Regions from separate parts of the Mus musculus genome. Here region 1 is linked to region 2. A link is a contact called in public Hi-C data. All regions are on one chromosome and are shown on one strand. The core of a region is the stretch at or near the end of the contact, and the rest is flanking DNA. Distances in the headings are between cores, read along the strand shown. Region 1 overlaps Gm38899 (a long non-coding RNA gene). Region 2 overlaps Ano2 (anoctamin 2).

Evidence for each region. A called contact is a pair of places that touch in the nucleus more often than the background predicts.
Region 1: a contact with region 2 is called in a Hi-C map of muscle stem cells, with 5 times the contacts expected there. The contact joins two enhancer-like sites. A contact is called at or near these places in 6 of 484 Hi-C or Micro-C datasets (embryonic stem cells, muscle stem cells, myocytes and 1 more).

Annotation. Positions count from the first base shown.
Region 1 is chr6:126,483,389-126,488,199 of GRCm38.p6, forward strand. It overlaps Gm38899 (a long non-coding RNA gene), which reads right to left. Exons shown (of 5, transcript XR_869437.2): 3 at 4,781-4,811; 4 at 4,359-4,501; 5 at 2,881-3,113. Among named protein-coding and RNA genes, the nearest start is that of Gm38899, 29 kb to the right of the region's middle. Within about 2 kb of position 1,688, at least 26 of the 459 cell types and tissues checked have an H3K27ac peak or open chromatin away from gene starts, as enhancers often do. A contact at or near this core is called in muscle stem cells, where this site is marked.
Region 2 is chr6:126,033,537-126,038,936 of GRCm38.p6, forward strand. Ano2 (anoctamin 2) reads left to right here. Exons shown (of 25, transcript NM_001364562.1): 24 at 3,312-3,417. Among named protein-coding and RNA genes, the nearest start is that of Ntf3, 130 kb to the right of the region's middle. Within about 2 kb of position 2,250, at least 43 of the 459 cell types and tissues checked have an H3K27ac peak or open chromatin away from gene starts, as enhancers often do. A contact at or near this core is called in muscle stem cells, where this site is marked.

The sequences.
Region 1 (4,811 bases), core at 438-2,937, 450 kb after region 2:
CCCCTCTGGGCAGGGCTCCTGGCACCACCCCACGAGGGGAGCATCTGCGATCGTTACCCATCCTCATCAAATTCAGATTTATGGAGTGTGAGGCTTGACAAGGCCCCAGGAAGGTCATGAAACACATGGTCTCAGAGCCCCTTGGGAGCTTGTGTTCTGACTCATGGGCAGGTTCCCAAGATACTCTGCCAAGCAGGTCAGCACTGTGGTCCTTATCCTTACAGGGTGAGGTTGGAGGATGGTGACCAAGGCCACAAATATGTCGTGTGAACCAGGTGCTGGTGACAGTAGCGAGCTGCGCCTGAAGGTCATGTTGTTATTGTATCTCTATCTTCAGGTTTCCCATTCAGCTACTGGTGTGGTGAGGGCAGACATATGCAGACAAACAAATGATGCTCTCAGCCTCCAGTCGTGACCATACCAATAGACAGTGTTCCTGTGTACTGGCCATTACACCAAGACTGTCACATTACTCTTTTACACCTTCCAACCAACCCATGGGGCCATGATTCACCCCAACTTTCTGATGAGAGAACTGTGCTTCAGAGAGGGTAAGATGTTTGCCTTGAATTTACCTTGAATTGGGAAGCTTAGAAAGCCCTCATACATCCCAAAGTGCATAGGACAAGGAATCCCACAAAATAATAGCAGCCAACAGAACAAGCCTCTTGTGAATAATAAGACTGAGAAACTCGGGGGACACATATTTGGAAGTTGAAGGAGAGGAGAGAGTCCCATAGGTTGATGCACAGATGGAGGGCTCCCTGTGCAAAGCTGTGGAACAGGAGGGACAGGCAGGCATGGTTTCCCAGGTGAGCAGAGAGGGGAAGACACAAGGAAAGATGCAGGTGTAGGTGTGTGTGTGTGTGTGTGTGTGTGTGTGTGTGTGTGTGTGTGTGTGTGTGTGAAGCAGGAGCCTCGTGAGTGGAAAACTGAGTAGAGGCAATGTTTCATTCTTCTCCTTTTATTCTACTGCCTCTGTGGCCTGATTTCCAGAGACTTCTAAGTTACTGCGATGAGCATATGGTGGGAAACACATAAAACACTTGCTGTTGGGCTAGAGGTAGAACATGTGACCTCCAGAAACTTTAGACTTTACCAGCAAGGCTGCTTGCCCTTGGCGCTCATCTACCTACATACGATGGGGAAAGTTGCCAAGGTGGCATTTGAGACCCATATGTCAGAGGGACTAAAGGGCATGGTCTATCATTACACTCAGCACATAGTGAGTGGCCTTATATCCCTGGAGTGCTCCATGACACAGGACATACTTCTGTCACATTTTGATGGCTTGGTCGTCATGTGATGTCTCCTCACTGCTCCGGGCTGTGTTCCTGTTTAGGATACTATAGAACATACGCTGCCTCTAAGGAATCCGAAGTCAGAGACTGAATTTGGGGGGGGGGGGGGCTGCATGCTCTATGATGCACAGGTGGCAGACATCTCCCTCTGCTCCCCCTGGCTGTGAAGCAGTGGCTATGCTGGTGAAGAGGAAGGGGAAGACACGATGGCTTGTGCTTCTCAGCGACCCCCACCACCCCTCCCCCCCCACACACACACACCAAGCCTCCCTACTGGGCACTCATGAAGATGCCCTCTGCAGGCAGCCAGGGGAGTGCCTCTCCCTGCACACTCCACTTTTACTCACCCTGTGCCACACGCAAGTTCTCAAGCAGGAAAGGTCAAACCACAGCCTCTCCCTTGCTTTCTTTGTCCCTGTGGCTCTATTTTTAGTTTAGGAGAGACCCTGTCCTCTGACTCATGGTCTCACTGACAAATATGCCCTTAACAGAGCAAGCGAAATGAAGGGGTCATTCTCATGTCATGCTCCTGTGAGTCAAAGAGGCCCTTGTGACTGGGCCCTTTTGGCTATTTAACACTAAGCTCTCTCTAAAACCATATTCTCTGCAGGCCAAATCACTAGGGCCAAATAATAACCACACACACAAACATACACACACAACACACACACTCACACACACACACTCATATGTACACACTTATACACAAATACACAAAAACAAACACAGCCATACACAAAACACATACACACTCATACATACTCACACACACACACACACACACACAGACTCATATACATACACACACACACACAGACTCATATACATACAGATACTCATACACACATACCACACCACATAGTGTATCACATACATAATGCAATACAACACACATATATACCACAATTTACATACATACCATACATACAAACACAACACATACATAACATATGGCACATACATCAAAAACTAAAAGTATTTTATTAAGCCTACATGACTCTCCTGGGGAAGAATTCCCATGGTGGAGGTGTCCAGAGAGAATAGAGAGTCAGAGAAAACGAAGATGAACTGCTGGCCTCAGCTCTCATACCTTCACTACAGAATCCACGGAAGCTGAAGGTTACTTGCACCTCTTGAGAACAAATGGTGGCCTCCTTCCAAGTTTTGAGGTTGGCTGGTTCCAGGCCTAGGTCTGAACCTGTCCTTGCTAGCCTCAGATTTAATCTTATCCCATTGATCCCTGTTTCCTTCTCGTCAGCCTTTTGCTCACTGGTCCCTCTGTAAGGAATAGAAGTTCAGGCCAGTGAGGGCTTGGTCCACAGAAGGACACTGTTGAGAAGAGGAAACCTGAAGTAGGAAGGGAGTATCTAATGGGAGCTCTTCTAACATCAGTGGGAAGTTTACCTCAAATATAGTCACACATCCCTGGATTCTTCTTTGCCTTACATCTGATTTGGGGTGAGAATCTCTAAAAACACGAGCTTCAGGAAGCCCTTTGTCTTTGTAAGTTAATTATCATGTGTATCTTGTTATGGTATCAGAAAGCTGATTAATGATAAAATAACATCTCACTTGCCTATTTACCTATATCTTTTTATTTTTATTTTTTATTTTTATTTTATTTTTTTGTATTTGGTTGTTTATTTATTTATTTATTTGGTTTTTCGAAACAGGGTTTCTCTGTATAGACTTGGTTGTCCTGGAACTCACTCTGTAGACCAGGCTGGCCTCGAACTCAGAAATTCACCTGCCTCTGCCTCTGCCTCCCAAGTGCTGGGATTAAAGGTGTGTGCCACCACACCCAGCCTGTATCTTAAAAAAAAAAAAAAAAAAAAAAAAAAGATTAAATAAATCTAAGAATAAGAGACCAGAGGCCAAACAAAAGATATTAGAACCTTCAGTGAGTTTCTGTTCTCTGTGCCATCTGTCATAACAGAGCAGACTCTTGGTTCTAAGTATCACAGATGATCATGTGAACATCACGTATTTCTGCTAAGCTCGCCCATGATTTTGTACCATGTCCCTAACAGTCCTAGGAGATACAAACTATTGTCTTCATGTTCCATTTGCAAAAGTGAATATACAGAGAGAGCAGCACTTTCTTACAAGCACCAACACTAGCAGAGAAGTCATTTCCTGTCCCAAATCCACCCCTAGCTAAGAGTCTTTACACCGGGTCATGTAGAATAAATATCCATCAAATGATGGGTTAACAATTCCCATGGCCCTGAGTTTATAGAGGATCAGGATATGAGTGTGCCCCCAAATTATAAATGTGAAAAATCTCCCACACTCTTCCAGGAACAACCCCCCCCCCCCCAGCTTTCCTTGAGATTTTCCCTCATGGTCAAAGAGACCAACAATGCAGGCATGAGAGGCTCAAGCCCACAGCTGGCTCACCTGCCCCTCTCTTCCCTTGGCTCCCATGGAAAAGAAACCCAACCTCCCCAGCCCAGCTTTGTGCTCCTGGGAGCTTTGGTCCCAGTGGTTGATTGGATTATCTTTATTGGTCTTTCTGCCATTATTAAATCTCTGGGGACGTGAACCAGATGTCCCCATTTGACCAGCCATTGTAGTTGTGTCCAGCAATGGCCAGCTGTTTGGGGCTCTGTTCACAGACTGTCTCATTTATCTTGGATTTCTTAGTGCCAGAAGCAAGCTGCTGGAGGAGAAAGGGACGCTCCTGACCTCAGGAGGAAAGTATGAGTCAGGAATCCAGGAAATGCCACAAAGCATCGCTTTCTTCCCAGCATGCACCCTCTCTGCCCAGCTAAGCCTTCGAGGTATGCTTTGTTTTCCTTCCTTTAAGAATCTGATCCAGGCATCTCCCCTTTCAGAAAAAGATTTCCCCGATCATCTCTGAAAAATCTGTTGCATTTTAAGGTTGATCCATAGAGGGATTAGCTTCTGGGTTTTAGTTCCACATCTTTAGCGAATCGGGGTAGCACAGCTGGATGGACAGCTTAGCTTCACACATCACTGAGGAAAGCTTTGGGTCCAGGAAATTGCTAAGGACCGTTAGCAACGTTTCGTGTCTCCTCCCTCCCGGCCTGTTACCTAGTTCCAAGACTTGAGACAAAGCACCGCTCCAACTTGAGTGGAAACAGAGGAGCTCCAACAGTATCGAACTTGCGTGGAGGCGTTGGAAAGGAGTGTACACTGAGCCATCAGGCACTTGTGTCGTGGTTCTGACTGCCCATCTGTGGGTTAGATCATCTCATGATTAACAAAGACATGGAGAAATACTTGCTACCTCTATCCAGAACTGAGGTGCATCACCACCAGACTTACATAAGCAACCTGGAGGGTGGGATCAAATTCATGGTTCTAATCCAGGCTTAGATACCAACCTAGACTCAATTTCTATGGAACTTGGTCTTGTTACAGATTTTTAACAGACTGTTACATACATGAACAGAATGTCTCTCTTTTTGAAATAGTGTTTGAAATATTTTAAAACAGCCTGTAGACATTCTCACCCTTCGTGAAGAACTTCTTACGTCATTTTCC
Region 2 (5,400 bases), core at 1,000-3,499:
GGAAGGACCTGGGACCCAAGTGCTGGATGTAGCTTCAAACAGTCACTTGCTATCTCCAGAACACACATTTCCCTCAGCTCTGGACTTAGAAAACAAGCACCCCAGATAATTACCACAGTGGTTCCAACAATGAAGCCTATTAGCCACCTGTCTATTCTTAAAGCTAATTGTCTCTTTGTTTAGCAAGTGTCTTCTAGCTGGTTAGAGAAAACAGTTGATAAGCCTGACTTCTTAGGATCACATTTCAGAGGAAAAAAATAAATATTATGTAACCCGAACTTACATTGGCATGTAAACAACCAATTATGTACCCAGTGGCACAAGCTTACTGGAATCCGCGCTCTTCAAAAGATGACTCATGGTTCATTAGTGGATTGTGAAATCGCTTCAGTGGGTCACAAACAGCCTTTGGAAGGACAGGACAGACTAGAATGGAATGGAGGGTAGGCTAGAGCAATGTATCAACTCATCATATACAGTAACATTTATATTCTGTATTGTATTCATTTCAGTAATAGATATGTCTACTCATTAGTGTAAAGTAAGTTGTTATTGCTGTAGGTCAGAGAGTTACTTTAGGAAGGAATGTGGACAGATGTAAACTGTGTCAAGTCCCTTCCCACTAATTTCTGGGGTATGGCTTTCCCTCCATGTAGCCACCCTTCCCTTCTCTGCAGAGAGCTGTTCTCAGGTTGATCGCTCTGGACAGATCTCTGCCAAGCCCCTCCCCTCCCACCACCCTAGACCCTCCATCAGACGAATGCGCCTGTTAGATTCAAAACATGTTTTGGACACCAGGGGAGGGCAGAGCAAGAGTCCTAAAAACTGTGGTAAGTTAGTAGCCGAGTTGGAAGCTGAATTTGATTATTTATGGATTCTTTTCAGGCTGGAGGGGGGGGGCAGTGTGCAGTGACTCTCAGAGAGTGAGGAAGCTCAGTGAGCAGCTGTCCTGTCACAGCCAGTGCTAGGAAAGGGGAGGGACGGGCTTTCTGTGTAGCAAAGGGACTGGGCTATGTCTGGGGATGGAGGTCCCCCCCCCCACACGTAAGCAACAGCAGGGTGTACCCTCCTCTAGCATTGGAAAGGAGCAGACCCTGTTTTGCATACAGCAGAAAAATAGGCAAATCTAAAAAGGCTTTTCTCCATTCCCATGACATCCTATCCTATTCATTTGATTCACATGCTTTCTGTCCCCCTTGCTCTGTCTCCATATCTGTCTCTGTCTCCTCTGTTTCTCCCCCCTCCCCCACCAATCCTTTTTCCCCTTCTCCCTGGTCTCTTTCCCTTTCTCTACTAGCGTAGCGCTCCATGTTCTCATCCTCAGCTACGTATGATCTAAAAGAATACCTCAGCGCTCTGTGGTGCTCTGCTGGGATGCAGTTAGCTCTGCTTTTCAGCCAGATGTCATATCAAGCTTGCGACAGCTGCGATCAGCTGTTGGAAGTGGGGGAGCCAGGCAGTGAGGTGGGAGCGCCTGGCTTCTGGCCAAGCCCTAGTAGAAAGATGAGTGTCTGTCCTCCAGCATGTCTTTCCCTTGCTGACTCCATTGCTCCAGCATTTTCTTTGTGTGTACATCTCTTTCTTCTACCTCAGATGTTCTATCCTCTTTGTACCTATTCCTTGGAAACTGGAAACCATTGTACTGATACACAGACCTTTTACAACATTAGTTTCTTTGTGACAAGGGAAAGGACCCTCCATTTATGACCCCACCTTCAACTTCAGCTGTTGATAAGGTGCTCTGTGATAATGAGGAAGAGCCTGGATTCTGTTAGATTTATATCCTCACTTTCCTCTGCTTCTTACTGGCCTTGAATTGCTCCTGGGCCATATACTTGAATTCTGAGTCCACCAGCTTCCTTCCATGCATGCTATATGGGATACCTGCTTGAGTGTTTTGAGAAGATTAAAAGACAAACATACAGAAAAGTCTTCTCTTTTGCCCAGGGCTATATATATGCTATGTGTCATGTTCTGCGTATGACTCTCCCTGGTCAGAGTCTCTTACTGTGCCTTCCTTAGCAGACAGAGACAAACACACACACACACACTACTACTACTACTACTACTACTACTACTACTACTACTACTACTGGGTAGTCTGATACCATCCCAACTCTTTCTCCACCCTAAGGGTTGCCATTGGACCTGTAATTCCATTGAAAGAGTGGGTCTGAGATGGTCACAGTGCTGCTATGAACCCTTGTTATTTTTCCAGGATTAGAAAATGAGTTCTCTGGGGCATGAGTCATCGCAGAATAGGGGTGAAAAGTCAGTAACAGAAAACAAAACATGCCTTTTCTCTGTGTGCCTGAGAAGGAACTGGAAGCTCACACCAGATAAGTACAGATAAGTCACAAACATGACTAAGGAGAAAGTCTGTTGACCAAGTGTGGTTGTTTATGACCCTACCCGCCATTCATTCAACCTTCTTTCTGCTTGGGCTGCACTGGCTTTCCCTTGGTTTCAGTGGTGCAGCTGGAAATCCTGGCTACCCTCAAAGCTGTTGCCTGAAGAGGACCCTGAGGTGACCTGCTAGTGCCAGTGTCTACCAGGGATCCAAAAACTGCTGCATAGCACCAGATGGGTCATCTGGGAGCCTCTACCAGACAATGGGAGCCACGAAGGCCACATGGACCTAGGTCACCTCTCCTTCTGTGGACTCTCCCGAGAATTACATCCTGGCCCTAGAGGAAGCTTTAGGAGGTGTTGGAGAGAGAGAACAGGAAAACTACATCTGTAGATTGACTTTTGTGGGCTTTGATTTTCTTTTTTTATTCCATAGACAATTGTTGGTTGGACTGTGGATTTCCACTATCTATTTCTCAAGTTTCACAGCCAAGAGCTCAACTGTTGCTCAGATCTTGAGATTTTATCCACAGAAGTATCTGCTTCCCTTCAGTCTATACCCAATCTACTACTTATCTACATCCTAATTTTAACTATTTAGTTTATGTTCATGTGTGTGCGTAGGTATATGTATGTGTATGTAGCTGAGTGTGTATATGTGTATGTACATGTGTGCACATGAATATGGAGGTCAGAAGCCAACCTCAGCTGTACCTCAGGAGGTATGCATCTTAGTTTTTAGAGATGGTTTTAGTTTTTAGGCTATGCTAGTTGACCAACATGTCCCAGGATTCTGCCTGTCTCTGCCTTTCCACTGCTGGGATGACAATCACATGCCACCACTCCACCTTTGTAAAGTCAAACTCAGACCTTCATGCTTGTGCAACAAATGCTGACCAGCTGAGCCATCTCCCCGATCTCTGTCACCACTCAGTCTGAACACCCTATCTTTCTTTGGGCAGGTTCAAAGATTATCGAGAACCACCATGGGCACCAAACCCTTATGAGTTTTCCAAGCAGTACTGGTCTGTTTTGTCTGCCCGTCTGGCCTTTGTTATCATCTTCCAGGTGAGTTATTCAGGTGAAGACCAACCAATCAGAATGCAGGCTTCCCAGGTGAAGACTCCTATAGTGTCCTGCCTGTCCCTCATAGTCAGATGCTTACGGAACAGTCACTCTTAGTATCTGGGTGTGTGTATGTGGCTTTAGTACCTCTGTGGGACACCCGAACTAAGGGCACTGAAGTCCTTTGTAACAAATGACATCACATCTTCATGTAGCCCACCAATATCTTCTCATATACTTTAAATCATTGCTAGAGGACGTGATAATGAATGAAATGCAAACTCAATAAGGACAGGTCTAAGAAATATTGACAAGCATAGCATGCAGGTGTGTCTGCTGGTGTGGCTTTGTTCTCGGTTATTTTTGATCCATGGTTGGTTGGATCTGAGCATAGCAGGCCATGGATACAGAGGCCCACTTGTGCTCTGTGACATAGGGAACTTCACATGGGGCAGGCAGCAATAACTGTAAAGCAGGAGAATTCCCCCGAGAGAGCTTTGAATGGGTTGACTTGGCCGAAAGATAATGAACTCCAGAGTAAAGTTATCGAACAGATGTAGAGTAAGTTGCAAAGTGGAGATACTTGCCCATTTAAACTGGAGAAGAAGAAAAGAAAGCGGAGAACCATTGAAACCAGAGTCTCAGCACTGGGACAGACAAACAGCACATCCCTTCTGTCAGCCTGAGAAAGGGCTCAAGTTCGGGAACTTTCCTGCTGAGCTCATGGGTCTCCCCTTTGTTAGCATTGTTCACCATGGAGACATCTGGCTGGAGGGGTCTGCAGAGTCATCTAGCCACCCCCGGAATGAATAGCAAACTCGAGCTCGTGTGATTCCTATCTTTGACAATAGCCACAGCTCCAATTGCGACGCTGAGATTCTCTGAGCTCCCGGACCTCCAATTCCCACTCAGGGTCTTGTTGATCTTTGAGCAGAGGCCAGAGCACAAAGCCAGATCCTTTTCTCTTCAGTTCCCTTGGCTTTTGTGTTCCCTAAAGGCAGGTCTCTGGGGGGCTCTAAGGTATCCAGCCCCTCAGACTCCAGCCCAGGATGTGGAAAAGCCCACCAGCTAATCTTTCACCCACAGAAAACACTATTCTTTCCCTGTAGAGATGGGATGATATGTTTGACAAATTGCCTAGACATCCCCCTGCTGCCCCCCCACCTGCCCCCATTTCCTCACTTGCCCATATGTCACAGGTCACAGGTCACTCACATTGGTGGTGGCTAGAGGAAAAGCCTAAGTACCTGGGAGCCTCTGAAAGCATTTGTTCCTAAAACCTTCTCTTGAGTTCCCAGGAGCAAGAATTAAATCCAGGGCCTGTTCCCACCTTAGTTTCCTAGAGGGGAAAGAGAAGACACACAGCATATAGCTCCCAGAAAGAAAATCATCATGAGTTGAGGAATGTGCTGGATGAATATGTAGGAAGGAGAGACTTGATAGATGAGCAAGAATCAGAGTATGTTAGCTTGAATTGGTCCATGCCAGGCGTCATAGGCTGATATTCATCCCTCATAGAGAAACTGCTCCTAGGAAAGACTTTGCTTGCCTCCCTGTGTATCCCAGAGATGAGCTTAGCAGGAAGCCTCATGCAAGTGTCTACAAAAGCCTGGGATCAACCAAAGAGAACTGGATGCAGAGAGTCCTTGGTGTCTGCAGAATGAGGAGACTGAGCTGTAGGGAGTTGGGATAAAGCCAGATCAGTGAAAACATCTAAGCTTCTAGCCTGGTATTGAGGACTGAAGAGACAGAAAGGGAGATGACCGGGGCAGTTGTCCCACAGGCAATCCTATAGAGGCCACTGTGGTCAATGGATACTTCCTTGGAGGCTCCAGTCTAGAGCAAGTCTAGAAGCGTGAGGACCAAGGACATGTGAGGATTCTGTGGTTGGTGCAACAGTGTACTATGTGACTGGCTTCCTGACAGGAAGACACACAGGGTAGCTGCCACTTACCACATCTTGCCATTGCCAGTATTTGATGTGTA